Linked DNA regions of Mus musculus: regions 2, 3, 4, 5, 6 and 7 are each linked to region 1. The links are chromatin contacts, called in public Hi-C and promoter capture Hi-C maps. All regions are on one chromosome and are shown on one strand. The core of a region is the stretch at or near the end of the contact, and the rest is flanking DNA. Distances in the headings are between cores, read along the strand shown.

Evidence for each region. Promoter capture Hi-C pulls out the DNA fragments that hold promoters and counts their contacts. A called contact is a pair of places that touch in the nucleus more often than the background predicts.
Region 2: a promoter capture Hi-C map of liver shows a contact between it and region 1. The contact joins the promoter of Ezh1 here to the promoter of Cavin1 in region 1. A contact is called at or near these places in 16 of 39 promoter capture datasets (the 3T3-L1 cell line, 3T3-L1-derived adipocytes, the HPC-7 cell line and 10 more) and 3 of 9 other capture datasets (embryonic stem cells, liver and pancreatic islet).
Region 3: a Hi-C map of Th2 cells shows a contact between it and region 1, with 2.6 times the contacts expected there. The contact joins the enhancer-like site here to the promoter of Cavin1 in region 1. A contact is called at or near these places in 13 of 39 promoter capture datasets (the 3T3-L1 cell line, the C10 cell line, the HPC-7 cell line and 6 more), 4 of 15 datasets of contacts at CTCF or cohesin (the G1E-ER4 cell line, embryonic stem cells, large pre-B cells and 1 more), 112 of 484 Hi-C or Micro-C datasets (the 63-12 cell line, the AML12 cell line, B cells and 66 more), 15 of 115 datasets of contacts at active chromatin or transcription factors (bone marrow-derived dendritic cells, bone marrow-derived macrophages, cardiomyocytes and 6 more) and 3 of 9 other capture datasets (adipose tissue, liver and pancreatic islet).
Region 4: a promoter capture Hi-C map of liver shows a contact between it and region 1. The contact joins the promoter of Hcrt here to the promoter of Cavin1 in region 1. A contact is called at or near these places in 25 of 39 promoter capture datasets (the 3T3-L1 cell line, the C10 cell line, the HPC-7 cell line and 15 more), 6 of 15 datasets of contacts at CTCF or cohesin (CD8 T cells, embryonic stem cells, large pre-B cells and 2 more), 64 of 484 Hi-C or Micro-C datasets (the 63-12 cell line, B cells, CD8 T cells and 45 more), 27 of 115 datasets of contacts at active chromatin or transcription factors (the 230-238 cell line, the SCID.adh cell line, astrocytes and 17 more) and 5 of 9 other capture datasets (adipose tissue, embryonic stem cells, liver and 2 more).
Region 5: a promoter capture Hi-C map of liver shows a contact between it and region 1. The contact joins the enhancer-like site here to the promoter of Cavin1 in region 1. A contact is called at or near these places in 15 of 39 promoter capture datasets (the C10 cell line, the HPC-7 cell line, cranial neural crest and 8 more), 4 of 15 datasets of contacts at CTCF or cohesin (CD8 T cells, embryonic stem cells, large pre-B cells and 1 more), 32 of 484 Hi-C or Micro-C datasets (3T3-L1-derived adipocytes, the 63-12 cell line, B cells and 20 more), 23 of 115 datasets of contacts at active chromatin or transcription factors (the 230-238 cell line, the SCID.adh cell line, astrocytes and 14 more) and 5 of 9 other capture datasets (adipose tissue, embryonic stem cells, liver and 2 more).
Region 6: a contact with region 1 is called in a promoter capture Hi-C map of liver. The contact joins the promoter of Tubg2 here to the promoter of Cavin1 in region 1. A contact is called at or near these places in 16 of 39 promoter capture datasets (the C10 cell line, the HPC-7 cell line, cranial neural crest and 10 more), 1 of 484 Hi-C or Micro-C datasets (conventional dendritic cells), 6 of 115 datasets of contacts at active chromatin or transcription factors (bone marrow-derived macrophages, embryonic stem cells, epiblast stem cells and 1 more) and 3 of 9 other capture datasets (adipose tissue, liver and pancreatic islet).
Region 7: a Hi-C map of bone marrow-derived macrophages shows a contact between it and region 1, with 48 read pairs. The contact joins the enhancer-like site here to the promoter of Cavin1 in region 1. A contact is called at or near these places in 10 of 39 promoter capture datasets (the C10 cell line, cranial neural crest, embryonic stem cells and 4 more), 1 of 15 datasets of contacts at CTCF or cohesin (large pre-B cells), 9 of 484 Hi-C or Micro-C datasets (CD4 T cells, CD8 T cells, Th1 cells and 4 more), 17 of 115 datasets of contacts at active chromatin or transcription factors (CD8 T cells, astrocytes, bone marrow-derived macrophages and 11 more) and 3 of 9 other capture datasets (embryonic stem cells, macrophages and pancreatic islet).

Annotation. Positions count from the first base shown.
Region 1 is chr11:100,969,070-100,971,969 of GRCm38.p6, forward strand. It overlaps Cavin1 (caveolae associated 1), which reads right to left and starts at 1,548. Exons shown (of 2, transcript NM_008986.2): 1 at 921-1,548. The coding sequence starts at 1,397.
Region 2 is chr11:101,224,954-101,227,853 of GRCm38.p6, forward strand. Ezh1 (enhancer of zeste 1 polycomb repressive complex 2 subunit) reads right to left here and starts at 1,510. Exons shown (of 21, transcript NM_007970.3): 1 at 1,443-1,510.
Region 3 is chr11:101,193,437-101,196,336 of GRCm38.p6, forward strand. It overlaps Ezh1 (enhancer of zeste 1 polycomb repressive complex 2 subunit), which reads right to left. Exons shown (of 21, transcript NM_007970.3): 16 at 2,083-2,261; 17 at 1,450-1,545; 18 at 1,032-1,113; 19 at 290-370. Among named protein-coding and RNA genes, the nearest start is that of Cntnap1, 19 kb to the left of the region's middle. Within about 2 kb of position 1,380, at least 9 of the 459 cell types and tissues checked have an H3K27ac peak or open chromatin away from gene starts, as enhancers often do. A contact at or near this core is called in CD8 T cells, the P5424 cell line, Th2 cells and 1 more, where this site is marked.
Region 4 is chr11:100,761,548-100,764,447 of GRCm38.p6, forward strand. Hcrt (hypocretin) reads right to left here and starts at 1,384. Exons shown (of 2, transcript NM_010410.2): 1 at 1,274-1,384; 2 at 146-618. The coding sequence starts at 1,294. The coding sequence ends at 247.
Region 5 is chr11:100,781,015-100,783,914 of GRCm38.p6, forward strand. It overlaps Stat5b (signal transducer and activator of transcription 5B), which reads right to left. Exons shown (of 19, transcript NM_001113563.2): 18 at 2,658-2,762; 19 at 1-2,208. The coding sequence ends at 2,082. Among named protein-coding and RNA genes, the nearest start is that of Ghdc, 12 kb to the left of the region's middle. Within about 2 kb of position 1,382, at least 24 of the 459 cell types and tissues checked have an H3K27ac peak or open chromatin away from gene starts, as enhancers often do. A contact at or near this core is called in embryonic stem cells, kidney and liver, where this site is marked.
Region 6 is chr11:101,154,498-101,157,397 of GRCm38.p6, forward strand. Tubg2 (tubulin, gamma 2) reads left to right here and starts at 1,387. Exons shown (of 11, transcript NM_134028.2): 1 at 1,387-1,671; 2 at 1,951-2,063; 3 at 2,256-2,423. The coding sequence starts at 1,623.
Region 7 is chr11:100,804,167-100,807,066 of GRCm38.p6, forward strand. Stat5b (signal transducer and activator of transcription 5B) reads right to left here. Exons shown (of 19, transcript NM_001113563.2): 3 at 704-860. Among named protein-coding and RNA genes, the nearest start is that of Ghdc, 35 kb to the left of the region's middle. Within about 2 kb of position 1,420, at least 64 of the 459 cell types and tissues checked have an H3K27ac peak or open chromatin away from gene starts, as enhancers often do. A contact at or near this core is called in CD8 T cells, Th1 cells, astrocytes and 2 more, where this site is marked.

The sequences.
Region 1 (2,900 bases), core at 298-2,797:
CACTGCACTGACTCTCAGATGCTTTAGGGGTTAAGATATCACAGTTATATCCAGGCTGGAGGAACCCAGAAAGGTGCAAAGAATGCAACGGGTGGAGCCCGTGGAGTGCGGCAGCCTCCACCCACCAGCACCTTCACAGCTCGGGACATGGCCCCCGCAATCATGCGGGGGTGGGGTGATTCACTGCGCCCAGACCGCCACCTCCACCCGCCCCACTTACACTCCTAACGCCCACCCTACCTGCCCCACCCGCTCCCAGCAGGCGCCAAGGGCGCCCGCGCACTGCAAGACCCTTGGGAACTGAAAGTGCCTGGAGGCCAGGGGCAGATCGCGGCCTAGGGACATGCGTGGGTAGCCGAGGTTGGTGCGGGGGCGCGGGGATAGGGTGTGGGGGGCTGACGATCGTGTCCCTTGCATGGCGCCCCCGCCACTGCGTGCCTGAGCCCTGAATCACCCGCTATATCGGGCCCGCAGCGCCGGAGGCCCCAGGTCCCGGGCCCCACCTTTAGTGTCTGCTTACAGAGGGGCATACAGAGACCACCAGAGACCTCGGGCATTCCCTCCCTTTTCCCTCTCTCCGCCCCACCAAAAAAAAAACTTCCTCCAAGTGGAAAGGCGTTTGACAGAGACAAGCTGGGAGCATTCAGCGTTCCCAAGTCTAGCCCGCTAACTTTTCCGATAGGAGTTAGAGACCGTGGGGAGGAGCCTGGAGAGGAAGGCGCAGGGTGCGCCCCTCTGTGAGCCCCAAGAGTTTGCCACTCCCTAAACCCCACTCCAACTGGGTTCACAGGAAGGGGGGAGGAGCTCCTGACCGCTCTCACCAGGCCGGGCTGGCGGAGAGACGAGCCTCGGCCGGGTGTCCCCACCCGGATCCCAGGCCGGGACCCCAGCTCTGGGCGCGGTCCGCCCCGCGGGCTCACCTGGTAGATCATGACTTTGAAGTTGCGGCGCCTCAGCAGCTCCGCCTCGTTGACCTCCAGTTTCTTTATCTGGCCGGCCTGGCGCTCCAGGCTGCCGCGCACGGTCTTCACGTTGACGCTGACCTTGCGCACCTTCTCCAGCAACTTGCTCACGGTGTTGCTCGTGGTGGCGTGCGCCTTGCCCAGCTTGCTCAGCTCTCCCTGGATGCTCTGCACAGCGCCCTCCATCTCCGCCTGTCGCTCCTCCAGCTGGGCTTGGGTCAGCTGGATCTGGTCAACGGCGCCGATGATTTTATCCAGAAGGCTCAGCACCAGCACACCGTTCACCTGGTCCGACTTGATCAGCTCGTCGGAGCCGGTCCCCGACGGCTCCTCCGTGGCCCGCGCCTCCCCTTGGGTGGGCTCCGGGCCCTCTGAGGAAGCATCGGGAAATCCGGAATACGGCCGCTCAACGATATGGAGCGTGACATCCTCCATGGCTTCCCGGAGCCGTGCGGGGCCGACCGGGTGGAACTGGAGCGGGAGACCGGGAGAGAAGGAGGAGCGAGAGACTGGACAGCGAGCAGGAGCCCAGAGCGGAGGAAACTCGAGCCACGTCCGTGCGCACCGGGACTCTAGCCAGAACTGTGGGGCGGGGAATCTGCGAGTTGCCCGGCTCCTAGACCAAACCCGGAGTCCCGTCGGCCATTGGCTGGCCCCACCCCAGAAAGGGAGGAACCGGGGCAGGAGGGGAGACCAACCCCGGAGGGGCAGCAGAGGGGAACCCAAGAGCTGGGCGCCCCACCCTGTTCAGGATGGTTGGAATAGTTGGAGCGGGAGTCTAGGGCCCCCCTTGGCAGTGGAGGCTGCGGCAGCGGGACTGGGGCAGAGGAATGTGAGCTGCGGAAAGGAATTAGGTCTTCGGAGTGTGCTCTACTCTTTCTCTTTCCTCACCCACAAACCCACTCCAGCCTTTTAAGATCAAGCTGAGGTCCAAATGGCGCGTGAATTGGGTGTAAACGAGTAGTTTGTGTCTATGCCTCATGTCCTTGGAGGATCCTTGCCCTATACAATCTTTTTCAAAGATTTGGGGGTCTGCCCCCATCGTCTATCTATACACTGAGTTACCACTGTCCCCCAAATCTTGTGGGGTTGTTAGTGAGAGAGAGGGAAGAGATGAAATGACAGAAAGGGTGACGGCCTAGAAAGGGCCTCTAGGTTTCTCTTAGAATTGTAAGGACAGGGCATGATTAAGGCGAGAAGTAAATTATAAAGTAAAAGCTTTTGGTCACTTCTCCCAGGGCCCCCTCCAGCAGATATCTAGCTAATTCTAAGAATGTGAGCGTCGGACTCGTTCTTCCCTTGGGTTCTCGGATATTAGGTGAGCATTCAGGGAGATCACGGAACCCCATCTCTTTACCTAGCAGAGAAAAGAAGGCCAAGAGGAGGCAGGTGGCTCTCCAGGGTTCACTCCAGGTTACTGTTGCCATCTGTTCTTAGCTCCAGGTCTCTGAACTCCACCGGTACTCAGTACCTTTCCCTGGGGCAGGAATTGGGGCAACTATAGCGGTACTACCGAATGGGGAAGCGAACAGTTTTCTTCATGGTGCTGAACACCAAGGAGCTGGCAGTTCTGAGCAGGCGCAGAAAAGTCCTTAGCACAGACGTCTAGAGACACAGGCTGCCCTGTGTCTCTAGACACAGGCCCTCAGCAATCCCTGGAGCCACCCCAATTCCCTTTCCCACAGAGATACTGAAAACCTTTTCCCTGATTAGGAAACCAGGCTTGGGGTTCCCCGCCTGGATGGGTTCTCGGCAAAAGGTCACTTCTAGTCTGGTGCCCACCCTCCTTAAGTTAAACGCTGCTCTGTGGAGACTCGAGGGTCGTCGATCTAATCAATCAATTCACCAACGTGTGGAGCAGATTGCCATATAGGGTATAGAACTTTAGGGACCTCTGAATAAAACAGCAATCCCCCAACACACCAATTGGTTTTCTCA
Region 2 (2,900 bases), core at 260-2,759, 260 kb after region 1:
GTGAGTCATACCTTTTAATCCCAAGAGGTAGAGGCCTGAGGATCCTGTGAGTTCAAGGCCTGCCTGGTGTACAGGGAGAGTTCAAAGATAGCCAGGTGCTATGCAGAGACCAAAATCAACAAAAATATTCATTGGGCTGAAGATTTCTTATTCTGAGATATCATGTAGCAAATGTACCCCAAAAGTCTCTACATTTTCAATGTCCTCCCTGTACATATCCAATTCTTTGTGATCCTTGGCTCTGTTTCCCAAGGCATAGGTTCCATACTTTGGCTAATCAGTTTACCCACACCTCCAACACTAACCTCCATCTAATCTATTTCCATTCTCTTCCTTGTGCCCCACCACCTACATCATCTCAGTGGTCACTTTGACCAAAGTAAGCTCGTCCCACATGGTGAAAAGCCTGCTCAGCGGTTAAGAACACTTGTTGCTCTTGCAAACAACAAGGACTGGCTCAGTTCCCTGCTCCCACATGGTGGTATGTAAGCATCCTTAACTCTAGTACCAAGGGATTCGATGTCCCTGGAACCATCCATACATAGAGTGCACACACATTAAAAACAAACAAACAAACAACAACAACAACAACAAAAACCCAAACAACTAAATCTTAACAATTCTCGCCAGGCGTGGTGGTGCACTCCTTTAATCCCAGCACTGGGAGTCAGAGGCAGGCGGATTTCTGAGTTCGAGGCCAGCCTGGTCTACAGAGTGAGTTCCAGGACAGTCAGGCTACACAGAGAAACCCTGTCTCGAAACACGCCCCCAAAAAAAATTCTCTTAAAGCTTTGTCTCACATCTACTTCCTGACAAGTTATGTCCCAAATATAGCACCTTCCCTTTTACTTCGGGATGCGTTCATTTACATATCGTTTCTGGGAATTCTGGGGACGGGAGAGACAGTCACAGTTTGAAGACAAATCCTCACTCAAACCCGGAACTAAAGTGAGGCGAGTTAGACCAGCGACAAGGTCCGGGAGCAAAATGTTGAGGAGGTGCCGCGCGACCCCGGGAATCTCGACCCTGACACTTGGGCGTCTTAAGAACCTCTCACACTTGGCGGGCATCTCGGCCTGGCCACCCCTTCCTCAACATCACTCAAAGCCTCTGCGAGCCCGAGCCACCCGGGCCTCTGGCCCTCCCGCTTACAAGAGTCAGGGTCCCCTGGCAGACGCCAAGGCCCACCCACGTTGGCACGGGCCACCAGCCGGGTCCGCCCCCGCCGCGCCCCCTCCGCCACGCGGCCCCCCGCAGCTCGCACGCGCTGTCGCCCCGGGTCCCACCACACTCGGGACGACAGGCTTCGCGCTACCCCGGGTCAGGCAATGGTGTGGCCCTCAGTTTCCTCATTTCTTCGCCTCCCCAGCCCTGAGGTTCAAGCGTCACGCCAAGCCCAGGCCCGGCCCCACCGCCCAGCCCCGTCTTGTTTACTCACTCACCCTCCATCCTGAGACGCAGCCACCCGCCACTAGGACGCCTGCGCGCTACGGCCACGCCCCTGCGCCGCGGCCACGCCCCGCGCCTCCCCTCCGTGCGCGTGCGCACTCTGAGGGTGGATCACCTGGGCTGCGGTCTTCGCAGGTGTGTGTTTTCGCTAAGGTGATGTAGCTCTAGTCCGACACTTTCCTAGGTGGCGCTGTCAGAGAAAAGTCATCCTGGAGCCACAGATCTCTTCTTGAAGACTTTATTCAGCAGCGCACCATTGCCAACCGTGTTTAGACAACTTACAAGTCAAATTTTGGAAGACAGCCTGCCTCTGCCTCCCAAGTGCTGGGATCAAAGGTGTGCGCCACCACGCCCGGCTTGAGAATATTGTTTTAATATTTATTTATTTATTTATTATATGTAAGTACACTGTAGCTGTCTTCAGACACCCCAGAAGAGGGCATCAGATATCATTACGGATGGTTGTGAGCCATCATGTGGTTGCTGGGATTTGAACTCACGACCTTCAGAAAAGCAGTCGGCGCTCTTAACCGCTGAGCCATCTCTCCAGCCCTCGAGAATATTTTTTAAACCTCTCCACAAGATACTTAATATTACAAAAAGGGAATAGTAACTATAGAGGCAAGAAATATCCATCATCAGAAACGAACAGGTTCTTTTTTTCAAAATATTTTATTATTTATTTATTTGCGTATGTGTGTTTTAATACATGCTATGGTGGTTTTTGGTTTTGGTTTTTTGTTTTTTTGGGGGGGGTGGTTTTTCGTTTTCGTTTTGTTTTTGTTTTTTTCGAGACAGGGTTTCTCTGTGTAGCACTGGCTGTCCTGGAACTCATTTTGTAGACCAGGCTGGCCTCAAACTCGGAAATCTGCCTGCCTCTGCCTCCCAAGTGCTGGGATTAAAGGCATGCACCACCACTCCCCGGACTTTTAGTTATTTTTTAACGATGCATTTGTTTGTTTTAGTGTGTGTGTGTGTGTGTGTGTGTGTGTGTGTGTGTGTGCCTGGGTGTATGTATCTGTACCATGTGTTTGTGGGCATACTTGGAGGCCAAAAGAGGCCATCAGATCCCCTGGGACTGGAGTTGCTAACCGTAGTGAGGTACCATGTAGGTGCTGAAGATCAAATCTTGGTCCTTTTTAAAGTCGCCTTTGTTCTTATCCACTGTACCATCTCTCCAGCCTCCACTATTCTTTTCCTTTTATCAAAAACTTTGGAGGTAGGTATAGTGGTGGCACACATCTTTAATCCCAGCACTTTGGAGGCAGAGGCAGAGGCAGGTGTCTGCAGAAAAGGGACTGAGGTGCATATTTTACATATCAAAGTGGACCTGGCCTCCAAGTTCTCCCAGCAACCCTTCAGTTCCTACCTGGCATACCCTGCCCCCAACCCTGAACTTTCCAGCCCAGGGGCTGGGCTGCTGTTTCTCCAGAGAGGTTCTTCCCTGTATA
Region 3 (2,900 bases), core at 130-2,629, 220 kb after region 1:
TAGTCATGAAGGCAGACACTCATCTCTCTGCTTTTGACCTGCTATTGCAGCAGTGAGTTTGGGGAAATGGTGGCCTTTAAATCATGGTTGTGGGAAGGCATTTTTAATGTAGTCAGTGGAAAAGGCCGAGTATGAAAGGAGAGGCCTAAAATGATGGCAGATAGTCATCAAGAGTCTCCTTGGAAAACAGTAACTCAGCCATGAAAGCAGCTGAGTGACAGGTAAGAATCACAGCCACGAGCAGTTCATTCAACCCTCCCACTTCCTAGGCTCCTCAAGACTCACTCACCTTTGGCATAACAGTTGGGGTTCACTGAATGGTTTGCAAAGCGAATTTTGTTTCCTTTCCGGGTAGCATCCACTACAAAATCTACATGACATAAATCAAAGAAAATCATGAGTGTCCCAGGAAACTATACTTTGGGGGGGTTCAAGGTCTAGCTCTGTGGTCCAGGATGGCCCAGAACTTACTGTAACCCTCATGCCCAGTGCTATGACTTCAGGACTGTACCACTGTGCCCATTTTTGTTTGTTGAAGACAGGATCTCCTGTAGCTCAGACTGGCCTCAAATATGTGGTAGCTCTCTTGTTCTAGCCTGTCAAATGCTGGGGTTATAGGCATCAGAAATGTGCCTAGCTTCAATCCCCCATTCTGTAGCTCTACTTTAGGATCAGTTAAGAGGTAACAGAAACAATTTAATCTAATGGGAACGTGAAGCCCAGAATAGTAACAGAATATGTGAAAGTGCAGCCTGCCTCCTCATGAGACAGCATCCCCTGGAGTCCTCCCTCTGAATTTTGGATCTCCTCCCACCTATTGGTTAGGGTACCTTCTCAAGTGCAAGTGCCCATGTTCCCATTCCTAACACAGCTCAGAAATGAAGCAGAGCCCAGGAGGCTTCCCAGCTCAGCTTAGCACTCTGCTTTAAGAGTCGGTCGAGTCAGTGCTGATTGGAACCTGGATCATAGCCAAGGCTGCTTAGTGTGAAGACTTGCACATGATCACCTAGGTACAGAAGGCCATGCCATACCATTGTTGAGGTTGAAGAGGAAGCTGGACATGTATTTATCATAGACCTTCCCTCGACGATCAGCCTCATCCTGAGAGATGAGCTGGAGGAGTAAACAAGGAAGAAGTGGATGTCTCGCCTGCTCGAGGTCTGACACTGTCCTACCTGGGAAGGGGCAGTGCAGGAGAGCAAGACTCTGCTAGCCCTCTCCACCAAAGCTGACCAGGGTGAAGGCTAGAGAGAGCAAGATACCAACACTTGACAAACAGTGGTTTGTTTCAGGATTGCAAACAGTTCTGTGGGATCCCCTGAGAGGCCACATGAAAACTGGGCTGAGTTATTTAGAGATGAATTCACAGAAGCCTAACCCACAGAAAGTCAGAGAGCTTCTTGTCAGTATCTTCCCAGTAAGAACACGGGCTGAACCTGGAACACTCACCTCACCACAATATTCAGAAATGAATTCATTCTTCTGCACAGACTCCTTGATGAAGGTGCCCCATCCGGCCACATCGGAAGGGGCCAGCAGCAGGTGCTGGGGGAGAGGGAGGCAAGCCTTAGATGGCGGGCGGGTGGGCGGGTGTGAGTGGGTGTGAGTGCTTCATGTGCACGTGTGGGACGGGGGCAGGTGGAAAGAACTACCAACTGTCAGGGGAACCTGAAAACAGAAGAGGTCCAAACCATTTCACTCTTGAGGGGTAAGAACAAAAACTGGAAATGGTAAAGGAAACAGGATATTTTCTTCCTCTTCCTTGTGGACCTCCGGGGCTGAGTCTGGGCATACATCATAATGTAGGCAGTAGAAGGGGCAACTCTGGGGCTGTGGAGCCCAGAGGGAAAGTGCTTGCCTCTCATGTGCAGAGACTTGGACTTCAACCCAACACCACAGGGGAATAGAATGGTCTATACCCCTCTGCTCCTTTTGGTAGAATGGAAAATTAGATTACTTTGACCACTGACAAGATCTGTCAAGCACTTTTACATACAACCCCTCTGAGGAGCCAAAGGAACAATGACACCTGGTAACATTTCCTCCTTCCCACTGTCATCTTGACCCAAGAAAAGACCTCACCTTTTTGAGGCCACGCTGGATGCTGCAGTTTTTGCAAGACACCACCTTACAGTCCCAGTGCTCTGAGGCCCCACAGGTGAGGCACAAGTCAGGGTCACACTCACGAACTGCCAAGTAGCATGGACATTGCTTGGTATTGCACTGAGTCTTACAGCGACAACCAGGAAAGCGATTCTGGCCTGAGTGGGGAGATTGGGATGGTTAGGAAGCGGGCACTCATGCAGGTCGGACTCGGGGAGAGCAGAGAACTGAATGTGACATGTCCAAGGACTCTTGGCACAACAGGCAGAAGGTTCCTTCCCCTGAACATCTGGCTTTTCCCTCAAGACAAGGAAGTGCCTCCGTTAGGGCTCAGGACATGGCTCAGTTGTTAAAGCACTCACCGTGTAAACATGAGAAACTAATTTTGATCCACAGAACCTATATACAAATGTCAGGCATGGAACCACCTATGTGCTTAGAACCCCAGTGCAGGGAAAGTGCAGACGGATGGATTCCTGGCGCTCACTCACCACACAACCTAGCTAATGAGCAAGCCCTTAGCTGCAGTGAAAGATCCCATCTAGAAAAACAAGGTAGGTGGTTCCTCACGAATGACACCCAAGGTTAACCTCTGGCCACACACACATGCACGCGTGTGCTAACACAGAGACACACACACTATGAACTAATTCCCAACAGACAAAAAGGCAGGTGTGACTATTAAGTGTCACCTGGAGATTTCCTAACAGGGTCCCCCTCTCGTCCTTGTTGACAGAATTTGGAACTGAGGTGGAAAGAACCCAGAAGAAAATGAAATCAGTGCTTTTCACAGTAAA
Region 4 (2,900 bases), core at 134-2,633, 210 kb before region 1:
CAAGGTTCCTTGCTGGATTCTTCCCGACCAAATAAGTATTTGCAATGAGAAACACAAGCTGCTTCCAGGCCCTAGACTCGTCACAATTCTCAAGATGCTTTCCCGCCCCCTGGAGGCCTGAACTTGACACACAGAAACATAGATTAGTCACACCAACAGAGAATCGTCTTTATTGCCATTTACCAAGAGACTGACAGCGGCGAGCAGAGGGGGAAGTTTGGATCAGGACAAGGATAGAAGATGGGTTCAGACTCCGGACCCTCCCCGGGGTGCTAAAGCGGTGGTAGTTACGGTCGGACAGCCGCGACCAGAGCAGGGATGTGGCTCTAGCTCTGCGCCTGCGCGGCGGCCCATGGTCAGGATGCCAGCTGCGTGGTTACCGTTGGCCTGAAGGAGGCGCTGCAGCCGTCCCTGGAGGCCTGGAGGTCCAGGCCGCCGCTTTCCCAGAGTCAGGATACCCGCAGCGTGGTTGCCAGCTCCGTGCAACAGTTCGTAGAGACGGCAGGAACACGTCTTCTGGCGACAGCAGTCGGGCAGAGGCTGTGCGTCCACCCCAAGCGACAGCAGCGCCGGCGGCAGCAGTAGCAGCAGCAGCAGCGTCACGGCGGCCCAGGGAACCTAAAGGGGGACAGAGACAAGGTGCAAATGGGTTTCACTCCACACAGCCAGTTGGCTCTGAACCTCTTGTTGCCATAGATCCTGCTAGGCTGTCATTGGGTTTCCTGCGGCTGGCTCCTTTGTCAATTCATCCTTCAATACACAACTGAGCCTTATCGTCTTCGAAACCTTCATAGGCTTCTCTGGGGTAGAAGAAGTTTGTCCTGTGCAAACATATTTAAAGGCTTGACTCTCCACCCACAGACAGGTGCTTCTAAGTCTGTCTGCACCAAACTTACTAGCCCTTCCCTCCACACACAGCAGGTTTGTTCCTTTGCTGGGGAAACTGTACATTGTGGCTTTGATCTAGTTTCTCACCCCCTTGGGATAGCCCTTCCTCACCTACAAACCAGGCATAAAATCATCCCTACTACCCTGTTGAGTGCAAGACATAACTGACAAGCACAGAGAACATCGGAAATACAAGAACTCATTAAACGTGAGCTCCCACACAATGGCGTACCCAGTGTTAACCAAGGAGGCAGGTTGCCAAGAACCCACCCATACTCCTCTCTCAGTGCTACACGCTAGAAAGAGCATATGAGCCCAGTCCTCGGCAAGCACTATCATGGCCTCAGTAGTCTGATGATTTATGTCCCTGTTTCTGGCTCTTTACCTTTGTAGAAGGAAAGTTCATGGTGCCTGGAGCTCAGGGGAAAGTAATCTGGAGAGATGATCTCTTCAGTGCAGTGGTCCAAATACCCAAGAAGTCTGAGGCCGTCGTCTTCAGTGGCTCGCTTCCAGGGGCCAGGGGTTTATAATGCTCTGAGGTGTGTGTGCGGGGGAGACATGAGTATGTGTGTCCACCTTAAACCAGACAAAGGCATGTCTAAGATTAGCATCTTGCAGGGGAACCGTTTCCAGGTTGGACCCAAAGAATGGCCGCCCTGTCCCTGGTCCCCAGCTTGTCTGTCTGCCTGTTCCTTGGAGATAGGGCAGTTTCCGAGTACTAATGAGGTTACCTTGCACCCAGGAATCTAAGTTCACAAAAGAGGCCTTGGCTGGGACACTGGAAGGAGACAATGGGGGGGGGGACAGTTGCTAATTAGGGGCAGAAATGGCAGTCTGAGAATTACTGTCTATGGTATGTTGAAGGTAGGGAGGGTACCTGGGTGGCATACCCTCTCACCCCCACTGACTCTGTGGTCCATCAGGTTCCAGGGCCTTTTCCTCCATGGAAACAGCTTTTGACACCCTACTCCCCAACCCCTACCCCACCCCCCAGCTCTCCTTTTCTTCTGTCCCTTTCACCAAACTCCTCCATGGAAAGTCCTGGAGACTTACTGTGGGCCACGGGTGAGAGAGCAGCCAAGCCTGGAGTTCAGAAGCTGATGAAGGGTAGACATCTCCTGGGCCAGTAGAGAAGAGGGTAGTCTTACTCTGCCATCTCCAGGATTGAGCCACCATGGAACAGGGTGTGGGTGGTCAAGGACTCAAGCCACTTCCAGGCCAGGGTTCACCTTCAGGGTCCTTTTAAGAAGCCCTTGATAAAGCCGGGCAGTGGTGGTGCACGCCTTTAATCCCAGCACTTGGGAGGCAGAGGCAGGTGGATTTCTGAGTTTGAGGCCAGCCTGGTCTACAGAGTGAGTTCCAGGACAGCCAGAGCTACACAGAGAAACCCTGCCCCCCCAAAAAAAAAAACCCAAAAGAAAAAAAGAAAGAAAGAAAGAAAGAAAGAAAGAAAGAAAGAAAGAAAGAAAGAAAGGAAGAAAGAAGCCCTTGATGTAGATCAGTCCTGCATGGGTGCAGGGACAGTTGTGTGTCTACCTATTTTCTTTTCTTTTCTTTTTTTTTTTTTGATTTTTCGAGACAGGGTTTCTCTGTGTAGCCCTGGCTGTCCTGGAACTCACTCTGTAGACCAGGCTGGCCTCGAACTCAGAAATCCACCTGCCTCTGCCTCCCAAGTGCTGGGATTAAAGGCATGCGCCACCACGCCCAGCCCACCTATTTTCTTAAATTTTCTTATTTTTAGATTTATATGTATGAGTGCTTACCAGTGTGGAGGGATCTATACTGCACATGTGCCTGGTGCCTGTGACTACCAAAGGAGGGTTTTGGAACCCCTGGAACTGGAGTTATAGAGAGTTGTGAGCCACCAGGTAGGCACTGGAAACCAAGATTGGATCCTTTGCAAAAAAGTAGTAAGCGCTCTAATGGAACCATCTTTCCAGCCTCCAGGTCTCCTCCTCCAAGGCAGGTGTCAATCTGGGTGGGGTGCAGCCTGAGCCCAGGATAGTTCAAAG
Region 5 (2,900 bases), core at 132-2,631, 190 kb before region 1:
CTGCCCTCACCTCATTTTTGGGTGCAAGAGTTGGGCAGAGAGAGAGAGAGACCAGCATGCAGATAGGGGACACACTTTCCAGTTAAAAACCTCTCCCATGTCCAGGTACACCCTCAGTAAATCCAGGGTAGCTTAAAAACTATGTGGAAGTCTCGCTTCTTTGGCACCCTTTTCTCCAACCTAACTTGAAAGTCAGCTTAGAACCTTGGGGGTGGGGGGGCCCAGGCTGCTCTACTCTCCCCATGACTTGGGGCCATGTCCACCATATATCTAGATATTTGTCGAGTCCACACCCTCGTGAGGGTTACTGGGACAGTCGCATGACAGGTGGGGACGAGTCCCTTAAGCCTGGACTCCCCTGGCAGTTCCAGCTTTCTTCTGAGGGGCCAGGGAGGGGCCTCACACCTCCTCCATCCGGCCAGCACCTGAGGCAGAGAGGCTACCGCCAGGCATAGAAAAATCAGTGTACAAAACCAAGGCAAGGCAAACAGCAGCTTTTAAAAACTCATCTCCCAATAAATAATTTACTACACAGGAGTATTTTCTTTTAACAGTAAAACACTGATAAATTCAGAAGTTATTTTTGTAAAAAAAATATGTTTATTTACTTGCATGTATAAAAATAAGGTTTTGGGGGCTCCTCTCCTGGGCACGGTTCTGCCCTTGTTTGGGAGAGGAAGCCAAGGAGGGCTCTCAGCAAGCCTGAGTGGTAACCGCTCTCTGCTTGCCCCTCTCCCTGACGGCCCACTGCAGCCCCTTCCTTCCTTCTGGAGACACTACAGAGGAGACTGTGGAACAAATCACCCTGAGGCTTTCACTTTGCTTTTAGTTTTCCAAGCTTCCTAGGAAACCCGCTGACTGACTGCATTTCCCCAATCCCCAACGGCCACCCGGCACCCAGCACTGTACAGTGCTGGCTGCCTGCTTGGCAGGCTGGCCCCGTGTGCAGGTCCCATTCCTACCACCTAATCCTCAGGGCACTATGTGACACTGAAGGGAGATGAAGTGATCTGGGTACAGAGGACCCAGGACCTGATACAGGAGGGGGGAAATTTGATGTCAAATTAGGGTGCAAATGGGAAAAACATAAAAAAAGACCTGATTTAGAAACAAAAAACACCACCGGACGTTTGCAGGAAGCCATTATCAACACGCTTGGAGAAAAGCCTTGGATAGCGCAGGCGCGGCCTGGCCACAGCACAGACAAGAGTTGGGGAGGCTGGCGCAGACAGGCTACGCCCAGTGTCTGGAGCCAGGACTTGGGCACAACGCACCGCCCTGACAGAAGGAACACAGGGCATCACCTGAACCTGTACGCTCAGAGCTGGGTGGCCTGGCTTCCTCTCCACTATTTTGTTAAACATCTCCACTTGAGTACACACACTTGCACTTAAGCTGAGTGGCAGTTCTAGAAATAGAGACTGAGCAAGCAGAGAGGGAAGGAGCCAGTGTTAAGATGGCGGAAGTGGCAGAAACGGGAAACAGCCACTCCCCATCCAAAAACCTGTGACCACCCTTGCCCCATCACCCTTGATTCAGCTCCCCTTTCCGTCCCTTATGCAAAGGGGACAGGGGACACGGGAGGTACTGGCTTTCATCATCAGACAGTCATCTACATCTCAGAAGACAGGCGGAGACAATGACAATGCTTGCTTGGACTATGGACTACCTGGCAGAGGAACCGAGGCTCCCCAGAGAGAGGGTGCTTTTTCCTCTGTCCTTTTCTTACTTGGATAGTCACGTGTCAAGGGTCAGCCACCCTGAAGACACATGGCCAGGTTCCAGGGTTCAGGGAACCAACTGCCTTTTTGCACATGGTAAAAAAAAGCGCAGCCGCTGCCCTGGCGTGGCGGCTTAGACTGGACAGCAGGGGCGGGGAAAAAAACACGACGTGCAAATGCACTCACACTCACGCGCACTCCCTTCACTAGTGCCACTATGCACAGAGACACTAAAGTCACAACTAGTATTAACACTTCACATTACGAGTATTGTTTCCAAAGAGAAGCGATTCATGGAATTAAAACATCCACAGGAAGTTCCTCCACGAGGGCGATGAAGCTGCAGGTGGTGAGGTCTGGTCATGACTGTGCGTGAGGGATCCACTGACTGTCCATGGGCCGGCCTAAGAGCTCTTCCACGCGCCGCGCCACGTCCATCGTGTCTTCCAGATCGAAGTCCCCATCGGTATCAAGGACGGAGTCCGGGCTTCAGAGGAAAGGACAAATGATGAGGGGGAGGGGCAAAGGTTATCAGAGGTCATCTGAAACCCCACAACCCATCAGTTGAGTGAGCTGGGCTCTCACTAGAAAGATCTCCTGATAGAAATCAGAGAGGCCTTTGCTGGCTAGGTCATCAGACCGTCCTGTCTATTCTGGATGCCCACTCCCAAACTCCACCCAGCCCTTACACACAAAGTGTGGCAAATATCCATTTTTCAGAGAAGACAAACAGATGCCAATTTGCTCATGGCCACTGATGCTTTAAATATCTGGTGCAATCTCCCCCTGTGGAAGGCCAGTGCCTGGACTTAGGCTGGGTGAGGTTAGTTCCAGATAACCTTCAGGTTCCTTTGCCCTGACTCCAGGCCTTAGGAAGCCCAGCCTGACGCCAAGGCCCCAGTTGCTCCCATTTATGCCCCCAAGAGCATGACCTACTTGGGTGGGTACATGTTGTAGTGAGCCTGAGGGCACACGACTGGGGAAGGAGCCTGATCCATGTAGGTGGCGCCACTCCCAGCATCTGTGGATGCATTTGCAAACCTGTAGAAGGAAGCAGAACACAACCTCAGCCACATGGACTGGAGGAGGGGTTAGGGGGCATCTTCATGTCTTTTTCAGGACATAGGAAGTTGGACCCCAGGGGCCTGTCCACAGCATGACTGGAACTCAGTTATATCT
Region 6 (2,900 bases), core at 137-2,636, 190 kb after region 1:
CATTATATGTCTTAAGTACACTGTAGCTGTCTTCAGACACACCAGAAGAGGGTGTCAGATCTTGTTATGGATGGTTGTGAGCCACCATGTGGTTGCTGGGATTTGAACTCAGGACCTTCAGAAGAGCAGTCAGTGCTCTTAACCACTGAGCCATCTCTCCAGCCCCTATATTTTCATTTTTATTGGTTATTTTATTGACATTTCAAATGTTATCCCCCCTCCCAGTTTCCCCTCCACAAACTCCCTATCCCCTTTCCTCTTCCCCCTGCCTCTATGAGGGTGCTCCCCCACCCACCTACCCACTCCTGCCTCAGCACTCTGTCATTCCCCTACCCTGGACCATTGAGCCTCCACAGGACCAAGGGGCTCCCCTCCCATTGATGTATAACAAGGCCATCCTCTGCTACATATCCAGCTATGCCATGGGTCCCCCAATGTGTTCTCTTTGGTTAGTGATTTAGTCCTTGGGAGCTTTGGGGGAGGGGGTTCTGTTTGGTTGATACTGTTGTTCTTCCTATGGGGCTGCAAATCCCTTCAGCCTCCTTCAGTCCTTGCCCTGATTTCTCCACTGGGGTCCCCGAACTTAAACCAGTGTCTGGACGTACTTTCTAATTACATTTATTTATTTATTCCTTGCAGGTTTGCATACTCCAAGAGTACGCATATAGAGAGGTCAAAGGATAATCCAGGAGTTCGTTCTTGATTCCTTATTTCCACCATGAGGACCCTGCAATCAAACTCCGATGTGGTCAGGCTTGGCAGTAAGGGCCTTTATGACACCTGCCAGCCTGAGATGACTTATTTTATTACCCAGGGTCTCACTATGTAGCTCCAGCTGGCCTGATATTCACTAAACAGGATGACCTAGAACTCACAGAGATCTGCCTCCCACTGTCTCCCAAGTGCTGGGGATTAAAGGCACGAGCCACCACACCTGGTCCCAGCTGACAAACTTTGTATTTTTCATAGTGTAAGAATATGAAAATAGCTGAACGCTTTTAATCCCAGCACTCGGGAGGCTGAGGTAGGCAGATCTATGAGTTTGAGGCAGTCTGGTCTATAGAGTGAGTTCCAGGACAGACAAGGCTACACAGAGAAACCTGTCTTGAAAAACCAAAAAGAAAAAAAAAAAAAGAATATATGTAAACACACATACATGTACACCCACATATAGTAGCACTTCCCTTGCATGCTCACTTGAAAAGAGTTGGCTTAAATGTAGCCCCTCAATTTAGCATATCCGGCAGGTGTAGGCAGGTGACTCCCACACTTGGTGCATCCACCTGGCCACTTCTCCCTTCCCTCCCCCACACCCCTGGGGATCCTCGGCTGGCCAAATGTTACCGTGCGCAAGCGCACATAGTGACAGGAAGCGTGGCCTCGCTCTGCGCCTGTGCTGAATTCCAGCTGCAATTGCTAAGAGAGAAAATGATGCCCAGGATGGGCTCTGCCGCCCGCCGGCTGCGGAGAGGCCCACACTGCACACGCGCAGACCCAGCGCCCGCGTCAAAACATCAGTCGACAGCGCGTTCCCCATGTCCTGCGCCTCCGGCTGGCAGGAGTTCCTCTCAGTCGTGACCCCCGCCGCCAGGCCGGGGCGGACGAGCTAGGTCTGATCGGCGATGCCCCGGGAGATCATCACCCTGCAGCTGGGCCAGTGCGGCAACCAGAGTGAGCAAGCGACCACGGTGCCCCGCTTCTATCCCTCTGGTTCAATCCCTCAGGCTGCACTCAAGTGCCTGGTACCCATCAATCCCCTTTGTCCTTCCCATGATCCACCTTTTCTATTGCGCATGATGATCCAGGCAAGAGCTGCCTCCTTAGCCCTGGGCTGTGACAACTTCCAGACCCAGGTGTCTTGGGTCACCTTCTGGAATGTAATAGCCTCTGAGCCTGGGCTCCTCAGGCCTTAAAGCTGTAGCAGACTTGGGCCTCTTCCTCCTCCCCCAGTTGGGTTCGAGTTCTGGAAACAGCTGTGTGCTGAACATGGAATCAGCCCCGAGGGCATCGTAGAGGAGTTCGCCACCGAGGGCACTGACCGAAAGGATGTCTTTTTCTACCAGGTGCCCCCCGCCCCTCCCCCCCAGTGACTTGACCAGGACCATGGGGACCTGAAGGGACTGGCAGCGCGATCTGGTGCTGGGAAACTCTCTGAGTGGATGGATGGGAACAGAGTGGCTATCTTAAGGGAGGGCCTGCAGGAGCCAGAGTTGGGAGGCTTCAGGACTTGACCCATCCTGGCTTACCTCTGACAGGCAGATGATGAGCACTACATCCCCCGGGCTGTGCTGCTGGACCTGGAGCCCCGGGTGATCCATTCCATCCTCAACTCCTCCTATGCTAAGCTCTACAACCCGGAGAACATCTACCTGTCGGAGCATGGCGGAGGAGCTGGCAACAACTGGGGCAGAGGATTCTCCCAGGTGTCACTCCTAGAGTTCCTTGGTAATCCTAGCCTAGGATAAGGAAAGGCTCAAGCCAGTCTGGGGATCCGTCCAGGTTAGACTTGCAAGAAATAAAGAGACGGGGGCTGGTGAGATGGCTCAGTGGGTAGGAGCACCCGACTGCTCTTCTGAAGGTCCAGAGTTCAAATCCCAGCAACCACATGGTGGCTCACAACCATCCCTAACAAGATCTGACTCCCTCTTCTGGTGTGTCTGAAGACAGCTACAGTGTATTTACATATAATAATAAATAAATCTTTAAAAAAAAAAAAAAAAAAAAAAAAAAAAGAAAGAAATAAAGAGACAAATGGGTATGTTGAGAGGAGGGACTGCTAGGGAAGGTTATGTAAATTTTATGCAAATCGTTCACAAAGTAGCATTTCTGGGTTGAGAGAGATTCTGGTTGGGAAGCTCAGTTTCAGGATGGCAACGGAGACAATGGGTGGAGATCTTGGT
Region 7 (2,900 bases), core at 170-2,669, 170 kb before region 1:
ACTGTGAGTTTCCTGATGTGGGTGCTGAGAGCTGAACCCAGGTCCTCTACAATAGCAGCACGCTGGCTGGTTTTCTATCAACCTGACACAAATTAGAGTCATCAGAAGAGGGCGCCTCAGTGGAGAAAAATGCCTTCTTATGATAGGTTTGGGTTGTAGGAAAGCCTATAGGGCATTTTGTTAATTAGTGATTGATGTGGGAGGGCCCAGCCCATTGTGTGTGGGGCCGCCCCTGGGCTGGTGGTTCTGGGAGCTATGAGAAAGCAGGCTGAGCAAGCAATGGGGAGCAAGCCAGTAAGCAGCATTCCTCTATGGCCTCTGTATCAGCTTCTGCCACCAACTTCCTGCTTTGTTTGGGTTCCTGTCCCGACTTCCACCAATGACGAACTGTGATGTGGAAGTGTAAGCCAGATAAACGGTGTTCTCCTCAATTCACTTTTGGTCATAGTGTTTCATCACAGCAATAATAACCCTAAGACAAGCAGGAAGCGCTCTTAACCACAGAACCAACTCTCCAGCCCCACGGTGAGACTCTTGTCTCAAAGAAGGTAACAGCCGCAACCACAAAGCCAATCAAAACCATGTGCGTGAAACACACATTTCTACGATGCCGGGTTAAAGATCAGAACACGTGTCTACAGAAAATTAAATGAAGAAGTCCTCAAGAGGGCAGGGCCTAAGTGTGGCCAGTGTTTGTACCCACCTGGAGCTGTGTGGCATAGTGCCCCAGCTTGATCTTCAGCAAAAACCCATCTTCCCCCACCTGGTGCTCCGCCTTCTTCTGCAGCTCCTGCACCAGGCCCTCCAGGAGCTGGGTGGCCTTAATGTTCTCCTGTGGATTATCAAGATCTATTGAGTCCCTAGGGGAAAAAAATTACACAATCTGTATACATACATGCATAGGAGCCTGTACACATGCAGCCTTTACATACTACATTTGTTTTGTGGGTGCTGGGATTATAGGTGTGAGCCATCATGGGAGTCTGGAACGTGATTTCTTCTATAATTCACGGGTTAAGAAACACCCCGACATAAGTTGGCTAAATGTCTACAATGCCTGACTCTACAATTCTTTTAGCTGAGCTTTACACTTCTTTCTCTAAATACTCCTTCCTCCCTTCCCTTTACTGACTGACTCTGATATTAACCCACCCCCTCCTAGGAATAAAGGGAATAAGGGGTCTTCTAACTTCCAGTTTATACTCGTATCTCCAGGGTATGTGGGACAGGGTATATAGTTCTGCATGTTCTTTCCAACCTTGACTGGCTCCAGGCCCCCAGTCACTGCCCTTCCTAAGGGACCCTGGAAGGGAGGCATCAGGACAGAAGATGCCTACAAGTATTCACACCCAGGAGAATAGTCTGTCATCACTGCAGATATGGGACCTGGAAATAACACTGACTCCTCCAGTGAAGGCGAGAAGCCAGTCCCCAGACCTCGTGTCATCCTGAGCTGTTCAGCTGGTGACAGGGGTTGGGTCCACTTCCTCCTTATCTTCTTTCTTTTTGTCCTTAAAAGATTTTTGTCTACTAAGTTAGGCAACAATTGCTGCTGGGTAATACTTAAGTGACTTAGCACGCTGACAAACCAAACAGCTGTCAGGCTGAAATAATATCTAATTACTGCTGACCAGGTCCACAGCCAGGGAAGAGAGCCAGCGGCAGCTAAAAGACAGCCACCCACAAATCCCTGAAGTTAGCAAGTGGCTGGTGGCAAACAGCTAGGCAGACGCGCACCAAAGCCCTGAGACGACCTTACCAGAGACCACCCAACCTGTGTCTGGAAAGGGTAGGGACAAAGCCAATTTTTAGAAGTGTATTCTCTATGGGTTGAAGAAAATATGTATGAAGTGGAAGGCTAGACGGGCTGCAGGCACAGCCTTGCTCCTCTGTTCTGACTGGGAGCCCACTGTTGAAAGGATCTAGTCTTTTTTTGTTTGTTTGTTTTTTCAAGACAGGGTTTCTCTGTATAACCCTGGCTGTCCTGGAACTCACTTTGTAGACCAGGCTGGCCTTGAACTCAGAAATCCACCTGCCTCTGCCTCCCAAGTGCTGGGATTAAAGGCGTGCGCCACCACTGCCCGGCTGAGAGGATCCAGTCTTTGAACAGAACACAGGAGTCTGGTTCTCAATTTGGACTCAACCATAGCCTACAATCAGAGACTTCATGACAGCTTCAATACGAAGAGCTGGAAACTCTTCGGTGATATCTCTATTTCTCTATGGGGAAAAAACAAAACCCTACCTAAAACCCACGTTTTCCTTAATATCAACCCCAATTTCCCAAAGCTTATTCAATAAGTAGACTACTCAGGAGATCTGCTGGCTGAAAGCCCATTTGCCTAGGACTGTCTCGAGTTCCTAGGCTTAAGTAATTCCCCTGCCTCAGCTTCCTGAGTAGCTGGAATTACAGGAATGCGCTGTTGTACTCGAATAAACGAAAGTTGGCTTTTGTTCTCTCTTTTGTGGTATGGAGCCAGTCTGCTTAGCTGGACGAATGCTCTACCGCTGATCTAGCCTCTAAGTGAGATTTTTAATCAGCAGAAACTTCCTATTAATGTTTTCCGAAATCTCCCAAATCATTAAAACAGAAAGAAAAGGAAAAGGACTGGACTAATTGAGGTGTGTTTGATGTTCTCATATTTAGTCAGTTTTTCCCCCTCTTAATTATATGAAGCTGGGATTTTTTTTTTAATTGCCTTCCTTCGGCAGGCTTGTTTCTGAACGGAGCCTTGCTAACAAGCTGTAGCAATTACTGTAAGGCAACATCTCCAGTGGGTAGGGACAGCCTTCTCCCAGCAGCAACAAGGCTGGCTCTCCAAAGAGGAGCTCACCACCCTGGTCAAAGCCTGGCTAGTCTGATGAACTTGTGATGAACTTGGACACTCACGGACAGACTG